Regions from separate parts of the Gossypium hirsutum genome. Here region 1 is linked to region 2. The links are chromatin contacts, called in public Hi-C maps. All regions are on one chromosome and are shown on one strand. Each heading gives the region's core, a stretch centred on a gene start, on an enhancer-like site or on the middle of the called end of the contact. The rest is flanking DNA. Distances are from core to core; before and after follow the strand shown. Region 1 holds the start of LOC107895236 (increased DNA methylation 1). Region 2 holds the start of LOC107895241 (transcription factor TCP4).

The links. Hi-C and Micro-C count contacts between places; a contact is called where the count stands out from the background.
Region 1: a Hi-C map of leaf shows a contact between it and region 2, with 2.2 times the contacts expected there. The contact joins the promoter of LOC107895236 here to the promoter of LOC107895241 in region 2. A contact is called at or near these places in 12 of 34 Hi-C or Micro-C datasets (anther, callus, leaf and 1 more).

What each region holds. Positions count from the first base shown.
Region 1 is chrA13:97,592,806-97,597,631 of Gossypium_hirsutum_v2.1, reverse strand. LOC107895236 (increased DNA methylation 1) reads right to left here and starts at 2,837. Exons shown (of 9, transcript XM_041085371.1): 1 at 1,667-2,837; 2 at 101-1,386.
Region 2 is chrA13:97,456,614-97,460,975 of Gossypium_hirsutum_v2.1, reverse strand. It overlaps LOC107895241 (transcription factor TCP4), which reads left to right and starts at 1,545. Exons shown (of 2, transcript XM_016820519.2): 1 at 1,545-3,421; 2 at 3,522-3,827. The coding sequence starts at 2,149. The coding sequence ends at 3,378. LOC121212502 (a long non-coding RNA gene) reads left to right here. Exons shown (of 2, transcript XR_005907766.1): 2 at 1-131.

The DNA of each region.
Region 1 (4,826 bases), core at 1,588-4,087, 140 kb before region 2:
AAAAAAACAACAAACAAAAATAAATAAGTAAACAACATTATTTCCCCCCCATCTTGTTCTTACTTTTAAAATATGTTTGTCAATGGCACCATCAACTAACCTTTAACACAAGACCAAGCAAAGTAGGATCCCATCCACTTCCAGTGGTATGCAAAGACTCCACTTATAGAAGACTCTTTTGCTGATGAGTCCATATAACCACAAAAAAAGGAAAGTGTATGAGCTCCAATAGACATGCAGTAAAGATACAGCTATGCTTGAGGAATGATTGCATTCCACCAGGCAGCATAGGGAACAACAGACCATCAAAGTATACATAGATAATGATTAGCCATAACCTAATTCCTCCTTGACTTCTCCATGTCATATGCACAAGATTAAAACCAGAAGAAGTGGCAAAAATTTTTGTTAAATTAAAATGATGGGTTCGGAAACATTAACACGTGTCTCTCTCTCTTTGGATATGCCAAATGTGGAGATCACGTTGCCTGTAACAGAAATATAACTGTCAAGTGACACAGGCTTCAAAGAAAAAGTTATAAATGCACCTACCTTTCCACTTGTTTGATAGCAGTTGATATTTATATGAATGATGATAGCACTCAATCAATACCAATTATTTTTAAGTTTCCATAGGGTCCATTATCTCCCAATATGGAATGTGGCAGCACCGTACTGGTTATCAATGTGACATACATAAAGATTTCAAATGACTTCTAAAAATATGCAAATCATTCCATTGAAGGCTTCTTAAAGCTTTTTCATGTATTATGAACTTAAAGATTTCAAAAGTTTAACTGTATTATTAACTTAATATACAGTTTAAACTATATACTCTTTCATGAAGCTTTTAAAGCCTTCCCCAATCGACATCTCTCTTCTTTTCTTTCTACTCAAAACGAAACTAGATGTAGAAGATTGATAAAGCGACAAACTTCTTTCAGTGACCAAGTGACCGCAAAAAATGCGGGATGATTCAATTTGACACAAAGAAGTTCAACTCCAACTTTATACTTGGATGTCTTTTCCTTTCTTTTTCACTTTTTCTAGCCAGATATAACAGAAATATTGGATCATTATCACCATTATCATGCATGGAATTATGAAACAGTATATTTGCCTACATTTCAAAACTAACAACTGCTACTTTCAGCTCATGCGAAAACAAGCCATCACAAAAGAAACAGAAAATAAAGAAAATCGAAATACTCATACTCTCACCAGAACAAAAATCCAAATTCAGAACACAATCAATAGATAAATGTACTTGCACTGGTAAGTAGAAAATCAAAATGCTCATTCTCAGTATCTGCAGCCCGCTTTCCTCTAATAAAAATTAACAATGTTTATCTTATAAGAACATCATTGAACCCTTCCTAATTTCACCTGCCTCAAAAGAAATTGATGAAAATTAAAAAACTATGGTTGCAATTAAACTTGAATTTCTTTTACGTTTTAGCTAAAATTGTTCATTTTTCATCCCAATTTATTATGCATATCAAACATATATAACCTGAACTAATTAAAAAACATAACCGGAAATGCAAACTGAAATGAAAATCCTTCCAGGACCCAGAAAAGCAAACAAGATTCAGATCAAAACCCAGAAATCCAATGCCAAACGCCCAAAATTTCAAAATTTTATCAAAAAAAAAATAGAGCTCACCTTTATAATGCATGTCCTGATCAACATGCAAAAGAAGAACAAACTTCAATTTAGGGTTGAAGAGCTGAAAAACTGAAACATATTCATCTAAAAAAACAAAAAGAAAAAAGAGAGAGAGAGAGAGAATCTTAATATATAGATATTAAAAACAAAAAAAACAAAACAGGCTTCCTTTTTGCATTTGGCTTCATCAGTTTAAAATATAAAGGAAGCCCCCAGTTTTAAAACTGAAGTGGCTTTGGAAAACCCGAATAGTGCTCCATAATGTAACAGATGGCAATGGCGGAAAAAAATAAAAATAAAAATAAGAAAATTCTTCCATGTAAGTTTATATGTCATGTCATTTGTACTTCTTCTCTCTTTCCACTTCGCTTTTGTAATTGCCTTATTATTATTGCATTTTTACTTACCATTTTAGATGTACAAATAAAAAACCGTTCCAATTAACCAAAATAAGGCTTGTATACATAAATAATCCTTTCAAATTAACTAAATAAGATTTATATTATATTATGCCAATAATATTTGCAGTGATACATTTCGATAAAAACAATAACGAAATCTATTCCCTTTGAACTAGCAAAATACAGTTTATATTTGAATTATACTATTGCATTTTTTCCCTTCAAATTATTTCAATAACTTGAACAAACAAACTAGTATAATGTATGAAAATACAGTAACTTGGCATCCTATATTGAGCTATAAAATACCCTGAGAAGATAGACCCTGCAGTGGCTGAGTTCCCCATTTTGAGGTTGGAGACAAGAGCTGTGAAACATGCCACAAAAGAACTATTGGGCATAAAAAGAGCCATCCAAACCACCAAGGAGAACTAAAGAAACCCATCAATTAATGGAATCCCCAGACCTGGTAAAGCCAAGTAGGCAGTAAGTAGTAAGTACTGGTGAGGCGAAGTGAAGGCGGGCAACGAGCATCAAAGAAAAAAGGAAAAAAGATGATGGTAGTTTTAGCTAAGACATTTGAAAGCAGAACACCGCGATGAAACAGCTGGAGTCGAGGATCCAAAAACCAGGTTGGTGGATGGTCCAGAGGGGAAAACCAGGTTTTCATATTGTTATAACATTGAAGTTACCTAGGAACGGGCACACCAGAGCTGCTAGGTTTAGTGGTCCGAGAATGTTGAGTTGGTATTAGAATAGAGTTTTAGCAATTAATTTTATATTGCGTAGTATTGAAAAAGGCTTTGTCCGAGTCTGAGCCGGAGCCCAATGTGACTTGATGAGTTTAGAATGAGATTGTAATTGATTTTACGGTATTTTTATTAGAATAACCGTGATACCCTTTGAACTTTTTTAATGGTGTGGGCTCTATCTTAGGGTGTGAGACCTTAGGACTACTTAACGAATAGCTATAACACGTATAATCTTTTTATGACAAATAATTTCTCATGTTTCTTGTAATAAAGAGCTATGGAGTATAACCCATATAATATTTTTCCCCACATATAATAATTTCTTGAGTTTGGAGTTCGTGTTAGAAGAGGTCTAGAACGCAAAGAATAAGGATTATGGTTTGCTTAATCCACAAATTAGTACTTAAATTGTGCTCTTTTTTTCATCTTAATATTTAAATTTTATTTGTCACAAATGGTACTAAACTATTTTTTTTCCAAGTTGGTACTTTCGTTAATCAAATCATTAGTTAAACCATTAAGTCTATTTTAAAAAAACGCTTAACCTAAAAATTAATATCTAAACAATACTCTTTTCCCTAAGTTAGGCTTCTTTAGATGCTCCTTTAGCTCCGATAAGTTGAGATTCCCTAATCCCCAAACTCTAAACCCCAAACCATAAACCTCAAACCCCAAACCTCAAATCCCAAATCACAAACCCCAAACTCCAAACGCACCACAATTGTCTGTTTGGATAATAATGTTTTGATTCAGTTGAGGCATTTCTATTGCCTTGCGACTGTGGTTTTCCATTGAGCTTTAAGATTCAATTAAGAAAAATACCTTCGGTGAGGATATTTTTTCCTATTTAATCCTCTTTACCAACATTAGTGTGAAAAAATAAAATAAAATAAAAAACACACAAATTTTTACGTGGAAACCCTTTAGGGAAAAAACCACTGGCAAAGGAGAAGAAAATTTACTATGTCAAATTTGAATTATTACAAGAAGAATAGATTATGTCTATTTATAGGCTTGTAAAGCCATATTCTAATAGGAGTGTAGTGAAACACCTTATTCTAATCAGTATAAAATAGACGGAGTTTAATAAGGTTTAAAAAACCTTATTCTAAAACAAAATAAAAAAGTGTAGTTCTATATGGATTTTACTTTTATTTTATTTTACCATTGTATTTTATTTAAATAATGATCCGGGTCACTTAATTCTAACAATCTCTACCTTGACACGAATTCTCAATGAACAAGTTCTTCATCGCGAACTCTCAACGATAGTTCTCCACCTCTTCCATAAAACTCCTTAAGGGTTTAACTTCAACAATAAACACCAACCAAGTCTAAGCAATGCTCAAACTTGGTTGTAGGCAGTGACTTAGTCATCATATCTACAGGATTTTCATGAGTACTAATTTTGCTCACAACAATATCACCACAAGCAATTATATCACGAACAAAATGATACCGAACATCAATATGTTTTGTTCTCTCATGAAACATTTGATCTTTTTTAAGGAAGATTGCACTCTGACTGTCACAAAATACTGTACTGATTTGAAGGTCTTCATTGAGTTCACTAAAGAGTCCCTTCAATTAGATAGCTTCTTTACAAGCATCAGTAATTGCTATGTACTCAGCTTCAGTGGTAGACAAAGCGACTGTAGTTTGAAAAGTGGCTTTCCAACTGATTGCACAACCTCCGATTTTAAAGACATAACCTGTGAGAGATCTTCTTCTATCAAGGTCTCCAGCAAAATCAGCATCAACATACCCAATGACTCCATCTCTAGTTCTTCCAAACTGTAAGCAAACATCAGTAGTACCTCGTAAGTATCTTAAAATCCACTGAACTATTTTCCAGCGTTCTTTATAGGGATTCGCCATGTATCTGCTAACTGCACTGACTGCATATGATAAATCTGGACGCGAACAAACCATAGCATACATGAGAGATCTCACTGCACTAGAGTATGGAACATGTGACATGTACTCAATCTCATTATTTGATTG
Region 2 (4,362 bases), core at 296-2,795:
ATCTTAAGTAATTTTTACTTCTAGAATGTAAGCAGATTTACCCATGGCCTTCATTTCTAAGCCATTTTATAGTTATTTTTGTAACTTTAGTTTATTTATAATTCATTTTTTATTTTGAGTTGGATTGGGTATTTGGGGTTTTTAGTAATTTTAATGGATTTAGGCTAGGTTTTTTATTTGGTCCAAAAATATAAAAACTAGTTTAACTGATTTTTTATCGGTCCACAGTTTATAAGCGATTTACAATTCAACTGATTCTCCCCCTTATTTTGGAACGATATAACAGTAAATTCCCGGTCCGGTTTCAAGTTTCCAAAACCATGCTTTTATGCCTTTAGTTCAAGGATTTGACTAATGTATCATTGCACAAATTTAGCATTAATGCTTTTTCTTTATTCCTCCCACCATTTTGGGACCATAGTGTCATCTTTCTTCAATGATTCCATTTGAACTTGTTCCAGCAGTATGTTCAATCTAGTACTCTCTATCATCAATACTACATTCTTAGTTATCCTCAACTCTGTGATTAGATCATGGAACTACTTTGATACCAAATCTAGAAAGATTAGCGGTGGCTAAAAGAAATAGCACAAGAAGTAGAAGAAAAATAAAATAGAATAAAAGAGGAAAAAAGATAATTCTCTTTTCATAAAGATAATTATTTAAACATAATTTGATGTGTGATATCTATTTATGATACTATTAGGATTCAACTATTATCCACAATACAATTATTTACAGAAACTTCTAATCTTAGCTTATAGCAAAATCTCAACTCAATAATGCTTACTACTATTACTTGTCGTCCTATCTATTTTAGCTCTCACTTCCTTTAGCTCGACTTTCTTTTTAACTTCATATCCCACTTCACCTCTTGATTCTGTTAGTCGTGGTTTTAAAAATGGATCGATGCTCGAACGATTAATTATTTTCGATTCATTTTGTTTAATAAAATAAATTATTAAAAAAATTTATAAAATTAAAAATTTAAGAAATTATTACAAAATTTATAATAAAAAAGCCGATTCAAATGATTGAGTTGTTCAATCAAAAGTAATTCAACCTCTATACTTAGATCAATATATCATTTGGTTTTCGATCTAACTGGTTCAGCAGTAATAAAATAAAATAAAAACAATGTAATTAAGAATTGTTTAATTTAATCTTGGCTTCCTATAGCCACTACAGAATTGCGGGTACAAGTGTTGAATGAGAAGAATTGAATATATTAATTACTCCAAGAAATCAGTATAGTAAAATCTCTAGATTATCAAAAGATTATATTAATTAATAAGTAGGAGAGTGTATCTATATTATAATAATCTTAATCCCCTAAGTTCCAACATAATCCATATTGAAACAGTTAATTGTCCGCAAAACCAAAAACCAGCGGTCAATGTAATCATTGTCTAGATTTTATCATTGGTCAAATGTAATAGGATAAAGTCTTATTATTATAGAAAATGAAATGCGAAAAAAGGCAGAAGCCCTTGAGAGATGAGATGCCGGCCATGTTTGGGAGATGGGAAAGATGATGATGTTTCTTAAATGGATCAATGCAAATAAAAGCCTGTGAAAGGGTCACTGTCAAATGGTTGTGATGGTGGCAAATAAAGGATCTATCAATCCAATTCATTCATCTAAAATATCAAAGCAAAAACTTCCCAGACAAAGACAATCCCTTAAACCAATAGCCACTTGTTCTTAACATTCGAAATTTAGTATATAACTACAATTTATTACCAGTCCTGGTGAAGTGGGTGGTTACTGTTTTGAAAACCCATTTGGGTGGAATAGAAGAGAAAGAGGCCCAATTGGGAAAAGCTTTTAGATAGATTGAGAGAGAAAGAAGGAGAAAGTAAAGAGATGATGGGTTAGGGTGGGGATTTGAAGCTGTGGAAGGGGCCTTATGGTGGAGGGGTCCTTTGTGATATGGAAATGGCAGGGCCGACAGTTTCAGGTTTCAAGGAACAGTGAGTAAAGAAGCAATAACCAGTGTCCGCCATTAAAGCTGCAATACGAAAACCTTCTGGATCCTCAAACCAATCATCTTCACCTTCAAATTTCATTTCTAAATTCAACCAATTGAATCTCAACTACTTCAACAGCACCTACAAACATCCAAGCTTAACCCAACATGCAAGAAGAATGGGAGAAAGCAATCAGCAAGCTGCAACATCGTCAAGATTGGGGTTAAAGCATAGTGGAGGCGAGATCGTTGAGGTTCAAGGAGGTCACATTGTTCGGTCAATTGGAAGAAAAGACCGTCACAGCAAAGTTTGCACCGCTAAAGGTCCTCGAGACCGTCGTGTTCGTCTCTCCGCTCACACCGCCATCCAGTTCTACGACGTTCAGGACCGCCTTGGTTACGACCGTCCTAGCAAAGCTGTGGATTGGCTTATCAAAAAAGCCAAATCCGCCATTGACGAGCTCGCTGAACTACCTCCTTGGAACCCACAAACCTTGAAAACAACGACTTCAACCACGAAACAGAATAATCAACAAGATCAAAACATAATCACAGCAGTAGACAATGAAAAGCCCAGAAGAACGGCTACATTAATGGGAAATCAAGTTCAAATTCTTCAGCAACAAGGAACGGGAGATAACCCGAATAGTAATTCGGGTTTTCTTCCATCTTCTTTAGTTTCTGATGAGATTGCAGATACTATGAAGTCTTCTTTTCCATTGGGAGCTTCCAGTGAGGCACCGTCTTCTTCTATTCAGTTTCAGAATTATCCACCGGATTTTTTGTCCAAAACCAGCAGCCACAGTCAAGATCTGAGGCTTTCGCTTCAGTCATTTCCGGAGCCGGTTCTTCTCCACCACCATCACCAAGCTGCTGCAGCTCAGGCACATCAAACTGAATCTGTTTTGTTCTCTGCAGGAACCAGCCCTTTAGCTGGTTTTGATGGATCTTCAGCTGGATGGGAAAATCACCACCACCATCCGGCTGAGATAGGAAGGTTTCAGAGATTGGTTGCCTGGAATAATGGTGCTGCTGCTGCTGATACTGGTAGTGGCGGTGGCGGTGGAATGGGAGGATTTCTCTTTGGCAATCCATCAGCACCGCCACTATCACCGGCTTTTGGCCAAAACGGCCAGTTTTTCTTTCAGAGGGGACCCCTTCAGTCCAGTAACACGCCCTTGGTTCGTGCTTGGATAGACCAGCCAATTCCAACAACCGACGAATACCATCATCATCATCATCAAATCCCACAAAATATCCATCACCAACCTGCTTTATCTGGCATTGAATTCACCACATCAGGTGTATTCTCTGGATTTCGCGTTCCAGCACGGTTCCAGGGCGCACAAGAGGATCAAGACAGCATCGCAAATAAGCTGTCCTCTGCTTCCTCTGACTCTCACCATTGATCCAATAAAATGGAGAAAAGCCAAAGTCTTTCCCCTCTAACAGGTCTAACTTTTGCCACTACTTTCCTTGTTCAATTCAGTTTCTGGTAAACAGTCCAAAACTTCGCCATGTTTTATTTAAGCAAGTGTTCTTATAGGACCAGTTTGATCGTTGACAGTGAAGAAAATGAGGAGATGCTACTTGATTCAACGCCAGTTTGAGGGAAGATTTTGGTCACTTCAAATCAATGGCCTATGCCGTGGGAAGAAGAAATCTGGGTTGATTTCAGGTTATTCAATCCCCGGTTCCATTAGTTTCTATCAGTTCAGTGTGTTGTACTTTGACTATTTTTTTGACTGAGCTCTTAAAACTCAGCTATGGCTTCTCTTCTTGCAGAACTTGTCATGTGTTTTTTATGTTACTGGACATTTGTTTGCAATGTTTATGTCGATTGCTACTGTTCCCTAAAGTTACTGTTAAGATTAAAAAAAAAAATTTAGTTCAAACTTGGATTTGATTTTTTTCCCCCTCAATTAGGACAGACTCAGTTAGCAGAAAGCTCACATTCTTTAGCAAATTTTAATGAAATAAGGTAATACCAGATGAACTAATATAGGAAAAAAAGTCTTTCCTGGATCCTATATCCCTTTGATCCGATCGAAGTCTTTTTCTTCTGTTTGTCAATTTCTGATTTGGATGAAAGTGATAGAGAGTTTGCTTGTGATTTTGTTTTGTTGCTTTGTTACTTTGTTACGAACAGAGTGTTGTGCCACAGCGGCAACTTCCTTAAACTCGCAAAATGAATTGAAAGAATAACTAATCCTTTTTACATCTCTATCATTGTATGGAGCTTTGGGAGCGTTGAAGAAGAAGTCATTTTCTGTGAACAGTAAGATTTGTTAAAATAGAATGGTATTAGCTTATAAGACATGACAAGCTGTGTATTCGTGCTATGTTCTTGTTATTTTTCTGTGTCATAATCGTGTTTAAGCTGTTAATAATTT